Linked DNA regions of Cricetulus griseus: region 2 is linked to region 1. Evidence: chromatin contacts called from public Hi-C data. All regions are on one chromosome and are shown on one strand. Each heading gives the region's core, a stretch centred on a gene start, on an enhancer-like site or on the middle of the called end of the contact. The rest is flanking DNA. Distances are from core to core; before and after follow the strand shown. Region 1 has its middle 24 kb from the start of Hnf1b. Region 2 holds the start of Ddx52 (probable ATP-dependent RNA helicase DDX52).

What was found. A called contact is a pair of places that touch in the nucleus more often than the background predicts.
Region 2: a Hi-C map of fibroblasts shows a contact between it and region 1, with 2.8 times the contacts expected there. The contact joins the promoter of Ddx52 here to the enhancer-like site in region 1. A contact is called at or near these places in 4 of 8 Hi-C or Micro-C datasets (the CHL-YN cell line, the CHO-K1 cell line and fibroblasts).

Annotation. Positions count from the first base shown.
Region 1 is chr7:97,077,739-97,081,388 of CriGri-PICRH-1.0, forward strand. No RefSeq gene overlaps it. Among named protein-coding and RNA genes, the nearest start is that of Hnf1b, 24 kb to the right of the region's middle. Within about 2 kb of position 1,818, at least 2 of the 6 cell types and tissues checked have open chromatin away from gene starts, as enhancers often do. A contact at or near this core is called in the CHO-K1 cell line and fibroblasts, where this site is marked.
Region 2 is chr7:97,187,324-97,190,973 of CriGri-PICRH-1.0, forward strand. Ddx52 (probable ATP-dependent RNA helicase DDX52) reads left to right here and starts at 1,865. Exons shown (of 15, transcript XM_027426439.2): 1 at 1,865-2,017; 2 at 3,102-3,300. The coding sequence starts at 1,931.

The sequences.
Region 1 (3,650 bases), core at 568-3,067:
GAGGGAAAATGCTCTATCCCTGAGCTACCCTTCCAGCTCAGCCCAGTTTGTAATTTCCTGTGGGTTCTCCTTCAGCAGGTGTGTTCAGGCTGTTTCACCGACTTTTTGGGCCCTGGGGAGTTTAGACATATGAACTAATTGCTTTACTACCCCTCCTGGCAATTGTGATTCAAATGCCACACCTTCAAATTAGATGGGTCAAGGTGGATTTTTTTGCTCAGTATCTGTTTTTCTACTGAGTCCTGAGCATCAAGGTTTCTTGTATATTCCCCATGCTGGGGCAGCTTTTCAGTCTCAACCCTTGTAATCCAGGCCTCATCTCCACTTCTCTCTGTCCTCAAAGTTTATCTTCTGTGCACAGTTGAGTATTTAAAACTTAACTTCTAGGGCTGGAGGGTGTACATGGCTTGCCCATGAAAACCATCTGTTGGAATCCATTCTCTGGGGAGATGTTTTTGTTGTTGTTTATGGTACTAGAGATTGAATCCAGGCTTCCCACATGCCAGGCAAGCACCCTAACATCAGAGAGCTACATTCCCATCTCAGTTTTGGTCCCATTCTACACATACTGACTGAGTTCTTGCTGGATCCTCCTGTCCTGTGCCACGCCCTGGGGTCATGGAGATGAGCAGGGAGGAGGCCTCTGCCCTCACAGCACCTGTGGGTTGTATGTTATCAAACATGGGTAGAAAGTGAAAGATTTTATGAGCTTTCATTTTTCTTTTTATTTCCATTTACTCACCAGGTTAGAATCTGTGACACAAACCTAAACAATGCTCTTCGATCAGTCCCACAGCCATTTCTGTGGCCCTTAGGACTTCAGGCTGAGCTGGCCGGGGCTCCTCCCTTCCTGAGTCCTGGAGCACCACTGTGGCTCTTCTTCTGGGACACTTCCGTTTTTCATCTTGTATTATCATTGCTGATATATCTCCCTTATCCCTACTCCAGGGTTGTAAAGCTCCCTAAAGGTAGGGCTCATGCTGGTCCATCTTTTATAGATGCTCAAAAAATTGCTTTTGTGTCATTTGGTGCAGTCCAAGCACCTGCTGTCAACATGAAAAATGCAAGGCCTAACGCCATTCAGTGACTTGCTCAGTCTTATGGATAGATAGTGTAGCCGCTGGATGAGCCGTGCCTCTTGCTGAGCTGCTATCCTTTTACACTCACCAAACATCGGTTTCCAAACCAAACATTCTGTGCTTCTCACACTCCCCTGGAGGGCTTGGTGAAACATGGCCCCTCTGGGGTCTAGGTGGGGCCTGGTGATCTGCATGTGTAATCTATAACAAGCTCCCCGATGACTGGTGCCTTGATCGATGGACCAAACCCAGACCAGCTGTGGTCCAATACAAGCCAAACTGTAGTAGGTGCAGAGACAGTGATACGTAGAAAAGAGCAGCAAAATTTAAAAAGACAGATCCAGACTCTGAAGCTTTGAATTCAACAGGCTTTGGGAGATTGCAGGCTGGACACGAGTATGGTGATAACAGAGACCTCTTTTCCACGTATAGTATCCTAACCACCCCCCAAAGGAAGAACAGATCGTTTTTCCTGGGTGAACCACTGAAAAACAGCCTTTGTCTATTCCCCCACCGGTCAGTGACTAACGCTGCGGTTTCCCCCTTACTGAGTCCTCAAGCTGAACTCTACAGAGGCAGCCTTCCTCATCATGTGACCAGGGTCAGGGGCTCCATCTTCACATACACTTAGAAGTGATGGGTTTAACTATACCGCATCATTTAAGCACATGGCAGTGGCCTGGGCCCTCCAAGCACTCTTGCTTGGATAGCTATTCTCTGAAAGTGCCTGAATTCTTGGGCTGGTGTTGAAACGGGGAGGAGTTACAATCTGAGTCATCATGCCTGAAAGCTGTAGTGTCCCAGTGAAGACCTCCCCACCCCCGCTACTCTGACACCATGAACACATTTGTTTTTATCTTAAAAAGTTAAAAAATGTTTTACAATAGTTTCATTTATATTTGACTACATTGCCCCTAGGGATTTTTCTTTCACCAGCAATAAATGTGGTCTTCAGGTTCTGTCTGGGGCTCTCAGTCACTTCCTGATTGGGTCCCTTGAGAGTTCAGAGCTAAGCAGAGCCTGCATGGGTCCCTGGTGGGGTGGGCACACCCAGTCTATCCATGAGATCCCCAAATAGCTCCTGGAAGTTGGTCTAAGAAAGAGAACAAGAATGAGAAGGAAGTTCTCCAGAGGGCTATCCAGCCTAACCTTGTTAGCTTACAGGGTCCTGCTCCCATTCTATGTGTTTAATCCTTCCTTCCTGGAAGATCAGTGGGGTATAAAGCTAAGATAAGTGAAGATCTAACACTACCACAGATCCCAAATACAAGATCAGAAACAGAACCGTGGTCACCGTTTCAGGGGAGGGGAAGGGTACCTTCCTTGCAGATGATACCCACAGAGTACTTAAATACATTTATTTATTTAATTTACTCTCTCTCTCTCTCTCTCTCTCTCTCTCTCTCTCTCTCTGTGTGTGTGTGTGTGTGTGTGTGTGTGTGTGTGTGTTTAGAACAGAGGACAACTTGTGGGAGTCAGTTCTCGCCTTCAATCATGTGGGTTCTGGGGATCCAACTCAGGTCCTCAGGCTTGGTGGCAGATGCCTTTATCCAGTGAACCATCAGCTCTCTGGCATATAAATGCATCTATTGAAAGATGGATTATTTTATTCAAATCTGCCTGGTATATATTACAAGAACTTAAGAACTGATTCATAAAAGCTCAAAAGCTATAAACCATCTGTCACTAGGAACAGGGCCACCCAGCACGGAGTCCCCACTCAGAGGACATCAGAATCTGCAAAAGTAGATCATCCTTTGTTACACATGAAGTGATGAAAGGTCTAGCCCTGAACCTAGATCACTCAAGTCCCCGCCCAGTGCTTCCCTGCCCACCTGCTGAGATGAGCCATGAATACCAATACATATGTGAAAACAATATAGTTCCAACTCCACACCCCAAAGAGGAACATCGGAGTTGTGTACCAAGACTTACTGAGTGACTAAGTAATACATATAAACAAGCAAACTGGAAGACTGGAGAAGCCAAGCTTCAATGTATTATAAGAATCAAGATTAGACCAGCGTGACACACTCAGGAGGCAGAGGTAGCCAGATCTCTGAGAATGCAAGGCCAGCTTAGTCTGCAATGAGTTCCAGGACAGTCAGGGCTATGTAGAGAGACCCTATGTCAGAAAACAAAAATAAAACAAACCAAGAATCAAGGTTAGATGTTTGGAGGACTTGTTTTCAATGCTGGGATTGAATCTGAGCATTCTAGATTCGGGACAAGTGCTTTCCTATAGCATCACACCTTTATTTGTTTGAGACAGGGTCACTTTGTAGCCCACAATAGCTTTGAACTCATGAACCTCCTGCCTCAAATTCCCAAGTGCTGAGGTCACAGGCATGGGCCACACTACATCTGACTAGAAACTTGGTTTTACAGCTTACCAAGAAAAGAACCAAAGATACAAATGAAGGGAGAGAATTTACTATAAACTCAAGACTTGGGCAAATTCCATCATGGGCTAATAGCAGAAGTCAATGTAGGATGAGCTGTGCCTTAGAATCAAACCCATAAAGGCCCAGATGGTGCATATGGATTCACACATACCAGGAAATTTTTCAG
Region 2 (3,650 bases), core at 615-3,114, 110 kb after region 1:
CTTTTAAAGCAATGGATCTACAGCACAAATTTAATGAGCAATGAAACTCTATTCTCTGAAAGGATGGACAGGAGTTGAGTCATTGGTGCAATGTTGAACATTTCCTAGTAAGCAAGGCCGTCCACAGAGCTTTCCTCTCAGCTCCTGAGAGGTTATTTCTTTAGTGAACCATCAATACCGAGTGGCTATAACTGGAGGGGGAGAAACCATAACCACCACTGTATCTACCTGGATAAACTTTGGCCCTGACTAAGCCAAAGGCTACAAACTTTTTCACTGCTTTATCTGGTCTTTTACGTGGGTTCCCATGATCAAAGTAGAATCATTAAGTTTGCAGAGTTAGCGTCTTTGTTTGTTCAGTCATCTCCCTAGTCCCCTCCTTTGAGAGGGGACTATTTTTTGGGAGTAAAAATACTTAAAACATTAAGATATCCCCACTGTAAGCTATAAGAAGGAATCAGAGAAAAAAATTTCCAGTCTCATCTCATGCTCACTCCATACCTACTCTACTTAAGTGTAAAAGTCTCACCACAACCTATTTTTCACTCTGTCCTGCCATATATATTACATACATGATATATATTTATCTCTATGTGATATAGATATATGAACCTTGAGTATATGTACTGTACTATTTATATGTTAATGGCTCCCAATTTTGCTTCTTCAGCCTTCACCTTCATTCCTGAGCTTCAGACTCTTAGGTCCAGGTACCTACTTGGATGGCTTCACTTAATCAACTAAAAATCTTCATATCTATAAAACATAACAATTCCATGTTTTATGCCTCCAACCAAAAAAGCTGTTCTTCCTTTATTCTTAGTTCAGTAAATGGCATGCCATCAACCCAGCCCAAACCCTAGTACTTAGTTATCTTTTATTCTTTTTCCTCATCCCAGGTACATTAAACTCTACCACCAAACTATATGCCAAATCTATCCACACTTGCATAGATATCAACCCAGACAAAGGCAACACCATTTCTACTTTAGTGTCCATTTCCACTCTTATTCATTGTATGTCTTTTCTTCAAATAACTAGAGGAATTATGTATGATACTTTCACACATTCATTCATCAAACATTTATTGAGAGCATACAGAACCAGGGATACAACAGTAAAGCAAAGTAGATCTTCATGTTCGTGGACTTACACTCCAGGAGAGAAACACTACAAAGGGGGAAAAAAAGTTGTGTATTTCAAATACAGTGAGGATGAAACTAAGATACTTGCCCCTTCCATAAACATTTTCAGTTTTGTAGCATGTCTACATCAAAATCCAAATACTTCACAATGCCCTTGTTTTGAGTTCAGGTTTGTTTGCCCCCTCCATCTGTAAGCCTGTAAACTTAGCTCCAGCCACTTCCTTCCTCATCCCCCCTTTTATTTTCCTTTTTCTCTTTCCTTTTTTGTGTGGTACTGGAGAGCAACTCAGATCCTGGCTTCTGTTCTAACAATGTCTCAGACCGTTTCCCTTCTTCAGAATGGTTTCCCCTAATCTGGAATGCTGCTCTCGTGTTTGGAAAAGCAGCCCCTTCTCAGTTCAAACATTTGATTGAACCGACCAATCTAACTAAAAGTAGCCTCTACCCCTTCTCTATCCATCAAACCTTTAACTATGCTTCACAGCACTTTTCATTTTCCTAAGTTACAGTAGCTGATTAACTGTATCTCGTCCCCGCTGGACTGTAACAGTAAGTGCAGAATCTTGGCGTGTTGTTCACCACACTATCCATACAAGTCTAGAACACTCCCTCGCCCAAGAAGCGTCTGTTTTGTGAACGAAATCTACAGCTCAAACTACACCACGCCTGTCACACACAGGCTCCGCCTCCTGGAGCTACTTCCGCCTACGGCCTCTCCGGAAGCAGTCGCGGAGAGGAAGTCGTATACACAGGCGCTGTGAGGCTGCGGGGCATTGTGGGTAAAGATGGATGCCTATGATCTGTTTCGCCGGCTCGGAGCCGGCGCCAAGTTCGACGTGAAGCGGTTCTCGGCCGACGCTGCTCGATTCCAGGTGCTTACTGTACACGGGGAGCCGAGTGTCCGGGAAGGGGCGGGGTCCGTGGGGTGATTGCTGGCTGCGGGGCAGCGGGCACGCGGGATTCCGGAGCCGGCTCCGACCGCCCCCGGGGCAGCATTCCCCTTCTTTAGGGTTCAGTTTGACCCCAGACTTCTGGACCACTGTCTTCTGAGCCCCGGTCGGCTCAGTTAAGCCTGGCACCGACACTTTTGTTTCCCGACTTCTTCTTCTTCTTCTTCTTCTTCTTCTTCTTCTTCTTCTTCTTCTTCTTCTTCTTCTTCTTCTTCTTCTTTTTGTTTTTTTGTTTTTTCGAGACAGGGTTTCTCTGTGTAGCTTTGGAGCCTATCCTGGCACTCGCTCTGGAGACCAGGCTGGCCTCGAACTCACAGAGATCCTCCTGCCTCTGCCTCCCAGTACTGTGATTAAAGGCGTGCGCCACCAATGCCCGGCTTACTTTACTTTCAAAGTTAGAATCCTTTCAAAGGCCTCTTCTCAGAAACTAGAGGAAAGGAATTTGGAGAACAGTCTTTTCACGGTAGCCTACCGAGGTTTGACTTAAGTGTGCAGATAGCTGGAATTTACTGGACATGGTTCTTTTCAACGTTCCAACCAGCGGCGTTTTAAGTAACCAACCAGAAGAGTGATGTTGAAATGCGGGGAGGGGCGTGTCTTAGAAAAGTAGTGAGCATGCAGGGAAGTCAGCAGGGGCTCATTTGTGAACATTTCGATCATAAACCTTACCGTAAGAGAACAGAACCTTTGTGGGGGGCAATGTCTGTTTCTTCGTCTTGACTGCAGTGCTATTGTTAAACTGTTGGTGTGAGGATGAAGTAATTTAGTATCTAATAAACATGCTTGACATGTAGTAAAATGTAAGTATTCATTGCTGCCAGTGTAAGGAGGCCAGAGAGGGGTGTGTTTGTTTGCATCCCATTTGCCTAAACACACAACAGATTCCTGGTTAAAAGGGTTAAAATGATGAATTACTGAATTCTTGTCCTCCATAGTGATAGTCGTGTTTGGATGAAAACAGCACTATTCTGGCAGCAGATCTCATTTGAAATTTTGGGGGTTTTAGGTAGGAAAAAGGAAATGCAATCCTGATTCTTCGGAGGTGCTGCAAGGGCTAGACTTCTTCGGAAACAAGAAGTCTGTCTCAGATGAGTGTGGAGCATTACAAACACACCAGGAGCTCCAAAAGGAGGAGAAAACAGAAGGGGGCCTGTTGGAAGGGAGTAAGGAGCCCAAGAAGAAAAAAAGAAAGAAGATGATTTCAGGTTAGTGTTGGCTTTCTGTTTAATTTTTTTTTCCAGCTGCAAAATAGTGCAAGCTGGTAAATCAGACAACACATACCCATTCCTCTGTTGATGGCATTTGGATTATATCTAGGTACTGGCTATTAATTGCTACCACAGTGATACTCAGGCATACCCTTTTTGTGCAGGTGTTGCTATCTCTATAGGCTAATAATCCCAAAGTGTAGACACTCTGTGAAAGGGTATGCACACTCCCTTTGAATAGATACCACAAAATGACTTCCCACACCTTTGTCAGGCCTGGGCTTTTGATTTGAGACAAGGATTCCCAAGTGCTGGGATTACAGGTGGGACAACAGATAAAGGTATTG